Linked DNA regions of Mus musculus: all the other regions are linked to region 3. A link is a contact called in public promoter capture Hi-C data. All regions are on one chromosome and are shown on one strand. The core of a region is the stretch at or near the end of the contact, and the rest is flanking DNA. Distances in the headings are between cores, read along the strand shown. Region 1 holds the start of Slc8b1 (solute carrier family 8 (sodium/lithium/calcium exchanger), member B1). Region 2 overlaps Ptpn11 (protein tyrosine phosphatase, non-receptor type 11). Region 3 holds the start of Oas3 (2'-5' oligoadenylate synthetase 3).

The links. Promoter capture Hi-C pulls out the DNA fragments that hold promoters and counts their contacts.
Region 1: a promoter capture Hi-C map of stem cell-derived epiblast-like cells shows a contact between it and region 3, with 2.2 times the contacts expected there. The contact joins the promoter of Slc8b1 here to the promoter of Oas3 in region 3. A contact is called at or near these places in 2 of 39 promoter capture datasets (pre-B cells and stem cell-derived epiblast-like cells), 1 of 15 datasets of contacts at CTCF or cohesin (large pre-B cells), 4 of 484 Hi-C or Micro-C datasets (bone marrow-derived macrophages, embryonic stem cells, haploid embryonic stem cells and 1 more), 5 of 115 datasets of contacts at active chromatin or transcription factors (bone marrow-derived macrophages, embryonic stem cells and pancreatic cancer cells) and 1 of 9 other capture datasets (liver).
Region 2: a promoter capture Hi-C map of embryonic stem cells shows a contact between it and region 3, with 3 times the contacts expected there. The contact joins the enhancer-like site here to the promoter of Oas3 in region 3. A contact is called at or near these places in 1 of 39 promoter capture datasets (embryonic stem cells), 1 of 15 datasets of contacts at CTCF or cohesin (CD8 T cells), 1 of 484 Hi-C or Micro-C datasets (embryonic stem cells), 1 of 115 datasets of contacts at active chromatin or transcription factors (CD8 T cells) and 1 of 9 other capture datasets (embryonic stem cells).

What each region holds. Positions count from the first base shown.
Region 1 is chr5:120,508,026-120,512,619 of GRCm38.p6, reverse strand. It overlaps Slc8b1 (solute carrier family 8 (sodium/lithium/calcium exchanger), member B1), which reads right to left and starts at 1,428. Exons shown (of 16, transcript NM_133221.2): 1 at 1,337-1,428.
Region 2 is chr5:121,126,936-121,131,848 of GRCm38.p6, reverse strand. Ptpn11 (protein tyrosine phosphatase, non-receptor type 11) reads left to right here. Exons shown (of 16, transcript NM_001109992.1): 16 at 1-1,316. Among named protein-coding and RNA genes, the nearest start is that of Ptpn11, 62 kb to the left of the region's middle. Within about 2 kb of position 2,413, at least 6 of the 459 cell types and tissues checked have an H3K27ac peak or open chromatin away from gene starts, as enhancers often do. A contact at or near this core is called in embryonic stem cells, where this site is marked.
Region 3 is chr5:120,775,851-120,780,367 of GRCm38.p6, reverse strand. It overlaps Oas3 (2'-5' oligoadenylate synthetase 3), which reads left to right and starts at 2,709. Exons shown (of 16, transcript NM_145226.2): 1 at 2,709-2,917. The coding sequence starts at 2,744.

The DNA.
Region 1 (4,594 bases), core at 179-2,678, 270 kb after region 3:
CGGGATTATAAATTTGAAGCACGACCCCCTTCTACCCTATTCCTACTTTTTGTTTTGTTTTGTTTTTCGAGACAGGGTTTCTCTGTGTAGCCCAGGCTGTCCTGGAACTCACTCCGTAGAGCAGACTGGCCTTGAACTCAGAAATCCGCCTGCCTCTGCTTCCCGAGTGCTGGGATTAAAGGCGTGTGCCACCACTGGCAGGGTCTCCTCTATCTGCTAGGCTGACCTTGAGCACATATTTCTTTTGCCTCAGCCTCTTGGGTGGCTGAGATGTCAGATGTGCACCAGCCCCTGGGTCCCAGCCTTAAAAGCACACATCTGAGGTGGACTTGGTTGTGATCAAAGACGGTATATCACACCTCACAACCTGCTGTGGTATCCTTCCATGGGGAAACTGAGGCACTGGGAAGCAACCTCACTCTCGGTTTTCACTGTCAGCTCAAGTGCCACACCACATTGCCCTCTCTGAGTGTTCACCAGGCTGTCCCCAGAGTCATGTGGCAAGGGAGAAAACCAGAAAGCCAACCGTCCTTGGATGGAGAAATCGAGGCCAGGAGGGAAGTGAGTTGCTCAAAGGCGCCTAAACTGGGACCAGCCGAATCGGCGGGTGGGGCTGCAATATGAATAACCCACTTCCTCCAGCCAGGGGGAAAGAGCTTTATTTTTCTGTCCAAGCAGAAAACTGGCTCCGAGTCTTAGGCAGGCTGCCCCAAGTGTTTTGTGCATTTTATTTTCTGCAAGCAGGGAGCCAAAGGCCATCTGAGCTTTATTTGAGGGGGTGTGATTCTTTACACAAGCATTTCTAAATCGCCACCCCCGGGGGGGGGGGGGAAGAGGGCAAAGGACAAGATAGGACCCCAGAGGAAGAAGGGAATACAGCCACTTCCTCACCTGTTGACAGAAAACGAGTCTCTCCCCTCCGCTTTCTAGCTACTCCACTTGGCACGGGCGTGGAGTGGAAAAACACAGAACCCTTCAGTTCCCTCTCTGCATTTTCTGGGTGGGCAGCCTGAGGGGAGGGGGGGCTGGGCTTATGGCCTCTGGGTCCGCATCTGTGAAATGGACTCTAGCGCTGACCCAAGGGACAGCCAGACACCGCGTCCTCAAGTCACCTCCACTCCAGTTTCTTCTACTCATTTCCAAATAAGCTCGCATGAAGCGCCTCCGGCAATGCGGACACCTGTGTGCTGCGGCGTTGGTGAAGTGGGCAGACTTGACGGCGAGGGATGGGGTTGGGAATCGGGAAGCACTTTCTGATTTTGGGGTCCCAGCTGAAAGCGGATTTGAGAAGCTGAAGTTGGAGCGACGAGTGCACAGGCTGCGAAGCTCCTCTTACCTCGGGCGGGGCCTGGATCCGCGACCTCGGAGTCTTCCTCTAGCCGGATGGCCAGCGCCACAACCTTCCGCCCCTAGAGTCCTGGCCCGGAGCAGCCTGGCCACGCCCCCACAACCTCCACTCCGCCTACTTGCCAGTCGGGCCACGCCCGAGCCTCTCTGTCCCCGCCCAAGACACGCCCTTTAAGGCTCGCCCCGCCCCAGCTCTTAAAGACACAGCCTCCCAGCCGAGGGTGGGGGTTGTGAGCTGTTCCCTGTTGTCTTCCCCATTCTCCACCTGCTTTCTGTCCCCAGCCTGTCACTTCTGCTTTCAGGTAGATGCTATATTGAAAGCACGTGGGTTATAGACTTCAGGAGGCCCGAGAGAAGTCTAAGGGGAGCGGGGGGGGGGGGGGGAGTTGGGGGAAGCTTAGAGTTTCTGTTACTGAGGGTGGTATGGAAGGGTGAGAGCTATAGTAAAGTAAGGGGAAACGTGGCATGGTGGTGGTGTATGCCCATAGTTCTGGCCTTTCAGAGGCAGAGGCAGGAGGATTGTGATATTAAGGCCAGTCTGAGCATCCCAGCAAGACATTTTCTCAGTATGACGGTAATAAAGGTGATGGTGATAATGATGGTGGTGGTGATGATTTAAACGGTCTCCTGCTGCCTGCAAGCAGTCTGGTTGTAGAGCCTGAAATGCCTGGATCTGACATTTGTCAGCATTCCCCTCTCCAGCACACACTAAGCCACCGAGCTGCACCCCAACCTAGAAGACTACAGCAAACATCAAGATGGGCAGTGGTATAGCCCTGCAACCTCAGCTTTTCTCAGGAGGCTGGGGGGATTAAAAACAAATTCAAAAAGCCTGACCAGGTTCCAGTTCAAGGGCAGCATCTGCATTTAGTAAGGCCGTTTCCCAGAATGCAAAGTGAAAAGGGGGGCTTAGGTGCGGTGGGAAATTCAGTGGCAGGGTGCTTGCTGAGTGTTCTCAGAGCCTTAGGATTAGTCCCCAGACCATGATTAATTAAAGAGCACGCCCAGCGGGGCTGCTGAGATGGCACAGTGGGTAATGATGTGGGCACTGATGCTAAGCCCCACGACCTGAGCTTGATCCCTAGAACCCAACAGTGACGAAGATCTTACTCCTGGAGGTTGTCCTCTGGTTTCCACATGTGTACCATGGTATGTGCACACACAGACACAGACACACACACACACACGCACACACACACACATGCATGTACACACAGACACACACATGCACACACACACATGTGTGCACACAGACACACGCACATATGCACGCCTGCACACACGTTCATGAACACACACGTGCTCGCATGTACGTGTACACACACACACAGTGTAAAGTATTAAACTGTGTTAAACTGTATCAGTAGTACTTCATCTGTCATGGTAAGAGTTGAACAGGTGGGAGGAAGAGGAAACTTCAGTCAGGATGTAAAGTAAAGAAAATGAAATCAAAATAGAGTTGAGTGGTAGAACTGCCAGAACCCCAGTTGCCGGCACCACTATGCTTTTCTGTGTCTTTGTTTGCTTGCTTTGAGATGGGATCTCACTAAGTAGAACCAGAACCAGCCATATAGACCAAGCTCACAGATCTGTCCTCTCGGCCTCCTAGTGCTTTACCACCAAAGGCATGTACCACCAAGGCTCACCATCCTCACCACAGTTCTCGAGTGCACAGGACCTGCTTCAAATGTGTCACGTGTCACAAAGAGCAGGGGCACGTGCGTGCGTGCACGCGCGCACGGGGTGGGGGACAGTATTGAATTCCTCCCCTGGAAGGGGAAGATTTCCGACATGTATCAGTTAGCTATTGCTGCGTAACAACCATTCCCAAAGTGACAGATCTAATCCACCAACATCTTAATATATGTCTGAGTGTCTGAGAGGCATGATTTTGGGAGAGTTGCCGTGTAAAGGTTCCGACCCAAGCCCTTCTTCTGCTTGCATGTCCAGCCCGAGCCCGAGGCTGCTCAGACATTTGCTTTTCTCTGCAGAGCCTCAGGGATTCTTCCCCGTGGACTCCCCATTTTACATAGCTGATTCCTGGGCTTCTCCAGCACAGGCTATGCCAAGGTAGATGTGTGCTCATAAGATACCTCAGGAGGAGTCAGTACAGGGGACTGGAGAGCAAAAGGAGAGCTAACTATACCCCCTTCTGGGAATTTATGGCAGAAGTTAAGAGTGCCACTTCCCCCATAGCCACTGTGGAGAGGGAAACAGCCCCTGACTCTCCCAGGGCATGTGAGATGACCAAGACTCTGCCGTGACCATATTTGGAAAGTATCAGCTGCCTCTGTGTTTTGGTCCACAGAAGTGTCCAGCAGGGGCTTTTGTGAGAACCAGAGTGGGACTATATTGTGTGTCAGGAAAGGAAAGGCCCCAAGTTCCACTGAGAGGATGACTGCCCAGGGCACCATGTGCGGGCTTGCCCTGTCTTCAGTCTCTATTTTGAGGCAAGCTCTCTCTGTGTAGCATAGTCTGCCTTGGATCCCTGATCAACCTCCTGAGTGCTTACATCACAAGCACATGCAGGCATGCAGCTCCTGCCCCCAGTCCCTTAGGAACTAACCCCAAGTCAATAAAAGCTGGGCTGGGCTGGGCTGGCCTGTAGTTTATTTGACCAGCATCAAAGCCCTGGGTTCCATCGCCTCTATTACATAAACCTGGCGTGCTAGGGCACACCTGTAATCCCAGCGCTCAGAAGAGGACTGGGAGGTGTGTTAGTCAGGGTTCTCTAGCGTCACAGAACATATGGAATGTCTCTCTATATTAGGGAAATTTGTTGTGATGATGTATGGTCTGTAGTCTAACTACCCCCAACAATGGGCAGCTGTGAATGGGAAGTCCAAGGATCTAGCAGTTGCTCAGTCCCACAAGGCTGGGTGTTTCAGCTGGTCTTCTGTAGAAGTAGGTTCCAACAGATGTGCTGGCAAGTAAGTGCAAGCAGGCAAGGAAGAGCAGATCTTCCTTCTTCCAATGTCCTTATATAGGTCTCCAGCAGAAGAGGTGGCCCAGATTAAAGGTGTGTACCACCATGCCTAAATCTGATATTTATTTTGTCCCAGGCTGCCCTTGAACTCGGAGGTCTCCTTGCCTTCCTCTCCTGGGATTAAAGGTGTATACTATCCTGCCCTGGCCTAAGCTTTTCATAGCCACTATGCCTCACCATCTCCATGCCAAGATCCAGGTCAGAAACCTGCGTCTTCCAGCCTCAAGACCTGGATCACAGGTGTGCCCTCCAGTACTAGAT
Region 2 (4,913 bases), core at 1,164-3,663, 350 kb before region 3:
GCCAGCCAGCTGTCATTCCAATAGGGCAACAGGAATCCCTAGGTGTCCCAGATCTGTCAGTGTTATGGAAGGTGGTTGCAGGGTCTCAGCTGTGTGCTGTGCGGTGCGGTGTCTGGGAAGATGAGGTATGGGAGGTGTGGATTTGAGACAGCGAGAGTGGAAGTTGCACAGGTGGCTCATGAGCAGGTCAGAGGCACAGGGCCAGCATCGAGCAGGCTGCATGTGACCCGAGTCTCCCCTCACTGCTGAGCCTTTAAATCAGAAGTATAGGATTTTTCTATTTGGGGAGGGGGTGGGGTGGGGCATTGTCTAGCACATGGTATTGGTTTCTAGAAAGCTATACTTGAGAGTCGTAATGCTTGTCACATGGGTGTGCAGCCTTCCTGAGGCCCCAGGTTGCCTCTGCCATTGCAGCTGGTGCCTTTCTAATGGAAGACTGGGGTTAGGAAGTGGTGCTGTCAGCAGCTCAGAGGTGCTCAGTGTTGTTTCTAGGGGTTTTGGTGGGAGTCCAAGAATATAAGCCTTGTTTCTGGGACAGGACTGGGGCAGATGCGCTCGGGAAGGAAGCACAGGCAGAAGTGTGGGCTCGTTCTACATTGTCCTAGTTTCAGACGCCTGTCTCAGGGTCTGTGCTAGCCCACTGCTTTGTTGAACCCTTTCCCTTTCTTGGAAGGAAGCTCCCGAGTAGAGCTCACTGCATCCCCAGTCACTAGCAGCTGTTGCTCTTGTGGGGTGTTGAGGGCACAGGAAGCAGAGAGCAGTTCCTGTTGGTGCTGTAGAACCTGGCTGTGCATCCAAGTAGTTTTCACAACTCCTCTTCCTAAACCTCAATCATGGGATTAATAATATACCTGTTTATTTATGACCTAATTGTGACTCTGATTAATAAAAGCTGGTGGGAAAGGCCCATCCAAGAAGCCGATGGCCAGACTCACACTTAGCTTTCCCACAGCGTATGAAGCATCCATCAGGCAGAGTATTAAAGAAATATAATATTTTACTGATAGACCTGTCCTTTAAAAGGAACGTGTTTTTGGGTGTCATCATTTTGGTGTGAATCATGTAAGGGTTGGCTGTTTGCTGTTTAATACACTTTAGTGTCAAGAGACGCACTCAGCTGACTTTTTGCCCACGCATATCATGTAGTCTGGATTTTTAAGCGACATTAACAGAATAGTTTGTGTAGAGAAACCTCAAGTTTCCCCAGCTGTGCCATGAGTGTATCTGCATATACTCTGGGTATTGTCAGAGGCAGTGGATTTGTGAGCTGTCTGGAACTAAAAATTAGAATAAAATCATTTTCTTGTATTACAGTATTTGTCATTTGGTCTGTTGTCGTGTGTGGGGAAGGAGTGGTGGGAAGAAGTGGGACGGTGGCTCAGTTGGCCCGTCATCCCAGGTTCTGTGTGGGAGCCACAGAACTGCAGCGAGTGGCCTCTAAGGACAGGCAGGAGCTCTGCCCAGAAGGACTTGGGAGGGAATAAAGACCCAAACTGTGGGAGTGACCAGGACACAGGGTTGGCTGAGCAGTGTTAAGGTGTTTATGCCGAGGGACAGCACTGCTCTTGGGAACCTTGGTGTTCCCAGGACGAGTCATGTTCAAAGCAAGGGTTCTGTCTTCATCACTGAGCCCGCCCAGCAGTACAGAGAGGCTTCCTGCTGCTGAGCCGTGCCCGCCCGCTCTAGGCCCCCACCCTCCGACCTCAGCGTGTTCTGGACAGGAAGAAATCACTTCATGACCACCCAAGTAGGTACTTGTTTGTTCTCTGTTGGAGGGGAAGGCATTGGGGGTACTTACACTATAACATGTCATGGGCCTTAGGGTCTAGCCCAGGTGCATCATGAAAATGATGCAATCTACCCAGGCATGTGACTCTCCAGAAAATACAGATTGCCTTTTAAATGCAAGGCTGTGAACCATGCCAGACAGGTGAGCAATAACCAAAACCACCTGACATGGTACCAGTTAGCCAGGAGAAGCATGCCCACTCCTCCCGGGCCACACGTCAGAGGGAGTTAATGGGATGTTACTACTGAAGGTGCCTGAGGGGGCTGAGACCTGATGGGGTGAGGAAGAGCAGCCGGGAGACCTCAGAACGGGCGACTCCTGGCCCCTTTGCCTTAGTTCACATTCTCCTGAGATCCTGGGCTGTACATGGTGGGCAGTGTGACATCCTTTTAGAGCCGCTGTGAAAGAGCCTACTGGTGTTATGCCCCTCCAAGATGAGCAGGTGAGAGCAGTGCTTCCCCGGTGGAGACACGCTCAGTACTTGTCCTTGTCTCATTCAGTCCCAATGGCAAACCAGAGTACAAGTTCATCAGAGTTCACTCTGGGCGGCCAGTGAAGTACTGGGCACCTTACAGAGTGTGGCTGAGGGGTGACTGGCAATGTGGGTGGTCCTGGAGTCCACACCCAGCATGGGTGATGGCTCTGGATAACTGCATAGATGGAGCCCCAATCAGTTACCTTCCTCAGCCTTTTGTACCCTAGCAGCTGCTGAGACCTTGAGGCCATCTCAAGTTAAGAGCTGCCAGTGGAAGGCTAGGGAGACTGAGGGCGCTTCTCACGCTTTGCCTCTGAGGGAGGTTCAACAATCCATACAGAATCCACATGTGAGGGACTTGTAAGCAGGCTGATCCAATGAAGATGGCGGCTGTTTTGCTTGAAGGGCCAAATTCTACAGCGAGGAGGCCATGGATTAAACTAGGTTGCCATTCCACAGAGAAGTTCCTGGCCCAAGTGCCTGCTGTGTGGTCCCATCTCACTTCTGCTTGGTGTCCTTGGTCCTGGAGCTTACACTGCAGATGCCCCTCCCCTACCTAGTCCAGATTCCAGAAACTGCATTTGCTGTGATACACACCTTGACTAAAGACAGCTTGGAAAGGAAAGGATTTATTTGGCAGACAGTATCTATCATCAAGGGAAAACCAAGGCAGGAATTCCAGGAGCTTGAAATAGACACCGTAGGAATACCATTTACTGCTGCCTTGCTCTCTGTTCGCTCTCTGGCTTGGCCCACCCCCCACCTTTGCATCCCTAGCCTAGGGATGGCACCACCCACAGTAGACTGGGCCCAACTATAGTTCAGTCTGCCCACAGTCCAGAATGACAGAGGCAATTCCTTAGTCGAGGTTCTCTCCTCCCAATTTTGTCAAATCACAGTTACCACAGCTTTTTTTTTCCATGTCACGTGAGGCCCAGCTAAATATTTAATATCCCGAGTACCATTCTGATCAGAAGTATGCATACTGCGGAGGACGGGGGGAAATGATGAATGAGCTCAGGGTGCAGTGTGATGGGGGCTGTGGAACCTAATGTTCTGTAGCACGGGAGGATGATTGTGGCTGACAGCAATTAATGGTGTATTTCAGAATAGCTAATTGCAAGGATTTGCGCACTCCCTGATGTGAAGAAATGATGATAATGTTTCCTATGATGGCAACGCCGTTTGTCTCAGTCTGACCACAGTGTCTACCAGACTGAAATGTCACTCTGACCCCAGGAATATGTAAAAGAATGTCATGTCTTTTAAATCTAAGAAAACCAGCAAACCAAAGGTTGTAATCCTGGGAGGTGGAGGCAGGATGGGAGTTCAAGGTCTTCCTCAGGCAAATCGAAAGTTACAAGGGGGGCTGGAGAGATGGGTCAGTGATTAAGAGGTCCTGAGTTCAATTCTCAGCAACTACATGGTGGCTCACAACCATCTGTAATGGGGTCTGATGCCCTCTTCTGGTGTGTCTAAAGACAACTACAATGTACTCAAGTATATAAAATAATTCTTCCAAAAAAAAATATAGTTACAAGGAAGTAACCCTATACTTCAAAGCCTGTTTGCAGTTCAGGGACAAATGCTCTAATGTTTCCTCTCCCTGGGTAGAACATGTTCTATTTTGCTTTCAAACAATCTCAGAATGTGGCCCTGGCTGTCCTGGAACTCACTTTGTAGACCAGGCTGGCCTTGGACTCAGAGATCCACCTGCCTCTGCCTCCCCAGTGCTGGGATTAAAGATGACTGCCACCACAATAGCAGAAACAGCAGCTTTATACTGAAATTATGATAATTATACTGAAAATAATTTGGGGTTCAAATCCTCTTCAATTTAGCAAAGATTCAGTCCCGAGACAGGTTAGTGTTCCTGCCTTTGAGAGGCACCGTGCAGCTATGAAGATGTGAATATAGATTCTGTCACTTGGTTGAAGTGGGAGGTTCCTGGGCCAGGGAAAATGCCCTCAGCAGAGACTTTGGGCTTAAAAGAGGTGGTGCGGAAGAGAGGAAGAAGTTCCTGGCGGTCCCTTCCTCCCTTTCCAACTCTAGCTGCGTTGTCCTAATCCACTGCTATGTCAAGAGGGCTAAGAGGCAGGGGTACAGGCATGTGCTCAGAGGGACCTTCTCCTGTGACCCACAGAGTTCAGCTTCCCAGAGCAGAGCCAGGCAGAGGATGATGGTCTTGGGGGAGGCTCACTGGACCCTCCCAGCTAAAGAATGGTCACTCTCTTCTGGACTGTGGCCAATTCGGTCTCAGGACCCACTTCTGCCCTTGATCAGTTCTATCTGCCCTCCCTCCTCTTCTTTTCCTTGCCTCCTTTCCCTTTTCCCTTTTCCCTTTTCCCTTTTCCCTTTTCCCTTTTCCCTTTTTTTCCCTTTTCCCTTTTTTTCCCTTTTCCCTTTCCCCTTTCCCCTTTCCCCTTTCCCCTTTCCCCTTTCCCCTTTCCCCGTTCCCCTTTCCCCTTTCCCCTTTCCCCGTTCCCCGTTCCCCTTTCCCCTTTCCCCGTTCCCCGTTCCCCTTTCCCCGTTCCCCGTTCCCCTTTCCCCGTTCCCCGTTCCCCTTTCCCCTTTCTTTTCCTTTTCTTCCCCTAACTTTGGGACCAGGTTCTCATATAACCTAGGCTGGTTTCAAATTCACTAAACAAC
Region 3 (4,517 bases), core at 1,460-3,959:
CTGGACATTGATGAGGGCTTTCTCCTGGAAAGGAGTCTGAGCTGGAAATACTTACAGAACAAAAGAAGTTGTAAACAAGACACTTACCAAATACTTTGGTGGGAATGTGGGTGAGATGTGGGTAGGCTGGTTAATGCAAAGAGGAAATATTGTCTGAAGATATTCTTAGCTTCTGCAATTGGAACCTGAAGTTCTGCCAGAACACATTCCACAGGCTTTACCTCAGCGTTCCGAGAGTGCTAGGCTAGATCCAATGGTGGGCATTGACTGACTACTAAAAGTGCTGAAGAGAGTCCAAGATAATTTTTCTCTGGCTTGTCAACATTCCAGCTCTCTATCACTAAGTTCTAATTAGATATTCAGCCTTGGAGAGTCTTTAGGACCCACGTGGTTTTCCTTCTTGTTCTTCCTCCCCTTTCTCAGGAAGTTCAGTTTATAAGACTCTATGGGAGGTGGGGAGGGCAGCTGACTCTACCCCGGGACCCTGGAAAGGGCTCCTGAGTTGCTCCTTGAGGCAGGGACCTCTTAGCCAAGGACAGAAGAACTCAGGACCTCCAGCCAATTGCAAAAGTGAAACAGCATGCAGGGTGCTGGGAACAGACTCAGTAAAGACCCAGAGGTGGGAACAAAACCCAAAAGAAACAGAAATAAGAGAAGCAGATGGTGTGTGAGCGACAGACCCAGAGTCACTAGGAAGGCAAAGGGGCCAGGTCCATTTCATAGGGGCTGTGGGGACAAACTGTGTAAATACGCCTGTGGCAAAGTGACAGTGTGGGTGGGGGTGAGGTTAAAGACCTTCAAGGGTCTGGGTTACAAACCACAAGTCTAGACATCAGCAGGCAGCTCCCCTCCCAGGTTGCAAGTGAGATTCTATCTTCTGCTGGGTTCTGCTGTCCTACCTCTGCCTCCACCCACCACCACCACCACCACCACCACCACCACACTCTGACCACTGACTCTGTCACAGGAGAAGCCCAGCTGCCTCAGGCCAGGACCTATCCTAATGACTGTCCTTGAGCACAGCCTCATCTCCTAATAAGATTGCACCTTGAGGTCCTGAGAGTCCTTTCTCCTCTTGAAGAAAGGCCAGGGAACATCCCAGCTCCTTGGTCCCTTCTAGACATGTGTAGATCAGTAACCCTGGACCCAGCAGATCTTACAGGAAACAAAGGTGCTAGGAGGTGGGTGGGCAGGGTGTGTCAGTCTGCACTCGCTGCTCTAAAACAGAACAGATTCCCAGGGCTCCCAGGCACAGGATGTGGCTATGACATGTGCCTTCCCCACTTATCTTTGACTGCCTAGCTGTTTGGCATAGCTCGAAACCCCCTTACTTTATTCCCCAGCTAAAGTGACCACAGGAGACTAAGGATGCCTTTGGATCCTTTCAATCCCCAGGGCCATGGCCTCTTCCAGTGAACAGAGCCAAGCTGTGTGATGACTGAGGCAGGTGATGGGTTTAGATGGCCACATCATTACACTGTCATCTAAAAAGATATTCTGTCCTGGAGTGTTCAAATCGTGCCCCCCAGACTATAGCCTATTCATATCAGTTCTCTCTCTCTCTCTCTCTCTCTCTCTCTCACACACACACACACACACACACACACACACACTGTCAGCTGTGATTAGCACTTGAAGACACTAGGTTCTCAACACACACAAACCGGACTCTCTGTTCCACACTTGTGCAGTTTTGGCTGGCAGACACACACGCACACACACATACACAGAGATGCAGACACGCATGTACACGCACACATGTGCACATGTACAGACGTATGAATACATACACAGACAGACACTCACATGCACACATACACATGTGTGAACACATATGCACATGCACGCGCACACAAGTACAGACACACATGTTCCGACACACATGCCCTACACACACACACAGACACATGCACACACACAAACACGCAGGCGTGCAGCAGAACCATCACTTGGCCTCCAATCTGAACTTGCCCTTGCTTCTGTCTTCAGCATCTCCTCCCACAAACAGGGCGCTAAGCACAGAAGCCCTCATTTCTTACCTTAGTCCTTTGTGCAGCCCCAGCCAAGGGCCTCACACTCATCAATCTGATGTCTCCTCTTGGAGCATCGTTGTGCCTCAGCAGAGCAAGGAGCAAAAAGTCAGGATGCCTGGGACTGGAAGACCTGGGTTCAGATTCTAACTCTGACAGTCATGCTGTGTGATGCTAGATGACTTACTCAACCTCTCTGTCCATCTGCCACCCTGCATACTTATGTTAAGACCACTACCAGGCATTTAATGGAGGCTCATTAATATAACCCCATTTTTACAGATGGAAAAAACTGAGGCCCAGAGAGGTTAACACAGGGCAGCACAGCAAAACAATAGATGAGAACTTGGGTGGGGAGGACTGTGGGGGGCTCTGCTTCCTCAGGCCTGGCTCTGAGGTGCTCTGTGGCAGCCTATCTTGGGTCCCCAAATAGGAGGTCAGGAAGCCTCAGGGGACCTAGGGGACCTGTGAGCCTGGTCCCCAATGTTCCCAGGCTGCCCAGAGGGTCAGAAGTCACACCAGGAGACAGCAGAACCATAAACAGATAATCTCAACAAACACCCTGAGCCTGAGTCAGGGAAGAGAGGAACTCAGCAGGGAGGAGAAAACGAAAGTGAAGGGAGGTGACTCAGGGAACACACCCACTGTCACCTCAGGAACACCCCCAAGAAGCCCTGGAGAGAAACGAAACTCTACTGAGAGTACCGGTCAACATGGACCTGTTCCACACGCCAGCCGGAGCTCTGGATAAGCTGGTGGCCCACAACCTGCACCCAGCCCCTGAGTTCACAGCAGCCGTACGGGGTGCTCTGGGGTCGCTAAACATCACCCTACAGCAGCACAGAGCCCGAGGGTCACAGAGACCAAGAGTGATAAGGATTGCCAAGGTGAGAGGGTGGGGCACCCCAGGGCAAACACCTTCAGGGTCTTCTTGAGGGATGGCTCAGGTGTTGCTATAACCAGCCAGTCTGTGGGGAAACTGAGGCATCAAAACCCAAGTTACACTTCCAGGGTAAAGGCCCAGCCAGGGCCACACTGGGTCACCTGATGGCTTCCTATGCTCTCCTAAAGGCTGTCTCATTCACTCATTCACTCAATCACTCAGACTCTAACTTCACACTGCCTGAGCCTCGCTGATCTGAGGCAGGGGGATCACGCACTCACACCCATTGGGACCCAGTCTTTGAGAAAAAGAACATGACCCGGCTAAAGCACACAGACTCCCTCACCAACATGGCACCTGAGGTAGGGATTACTGCCAGCTTTAGGAGTGGGGAAACTGAGGCTGAGTGGAGCTGAGCTGCTACTCTAAGCCACACTGTGTCACCTGGGCATCCTGCCAGGCCGCCCAAGAACCTTTGGCTTCTCAGAGAACTAGGGGGAGATAAACTCTGAGCCGCCTTAAGCCTGGTAAACCTGCTGATGCAGGGGCATCATAGGGACCTAGGAGGGGCACAGTGAGACTAGAGATTGTCCTGGGCAGGTCTCGGGTCACCTGACAGTTCCTGAGGCTGCATCTGAGCTGGAGATGTGGAAGGAGGCTTGGGTCTGGGAGACAGAGCCTGCTTCTGCATCTCAGGTGTGGCTGAATTCCTTCTAGGGAATGGGGGATGTGTATCCCTCCTCCTAAAGCCCCAGGGGTTAACAGGAAACAATCCGCCACAGGTCACTCTGGGAAACAATGAATCTATTGGTCTTCCTTACTGAGCCTAGGGAAGTGGGCCCCACTGGAAAGTCTTCACCAGCAGAGACCAGGCCTTCTGTAAGCTGCACAGGCTCTCCCCTCCTCCCAGTCTCCCAAGCGATATACCTCAGGCCAGGAACAGTTTAGGGCACAGTTGCATTAGAGAGTGGAGAGGTCCTCGGGTGAGGGTTGATGAGCAGTGAGTAATATATGAGCAGTGAGTAATATAAACATCACCAGGCCATTATTTCAGACCTAACTTGGCCCTTGTGTACTGGGGGTTACAGGTGTGGTCCACCAGAGGCTACAAAGTCTCCTTTCAACCGCCCAAAGAGGATCGGGTAGGGGTGGGGGTGGAAGGAACAGGGTTCATGGAGCAAGACCTCTTTAAACTCCTCATGGGATGGGTTTGAAAACCATAACTGAGCTAAATACAGGATGGCGGGGAAGACCCTCATTGTGCCCCTGAGATGTCAGCTGGGAACCCCCTCTCCTCTGTCGTAGAGATTTTTAATCCCAGCGTAGAGTTTCTACCCTGCCTTTGATCATTCAGCCCCCAGATAAAAGACACACACAGCCTTTATATTTACAGTAAGCCTTAAACAGCACAAGAGCTGGGCAGATACCTACCTTCTATGCTATTAGAATCTACTTTCCCATCAATAACCCTAAGTTATCACTTACTATGTTTCATCTGGGCTGCTCTTAACTCTGATTGGCCAGCCCTCGGGACCACGTTTCTATGACTCACCTAACCCACAGCAGCTTCTCCCCCTCCACCGCCTTCTTTTCCTTGTGGTTCT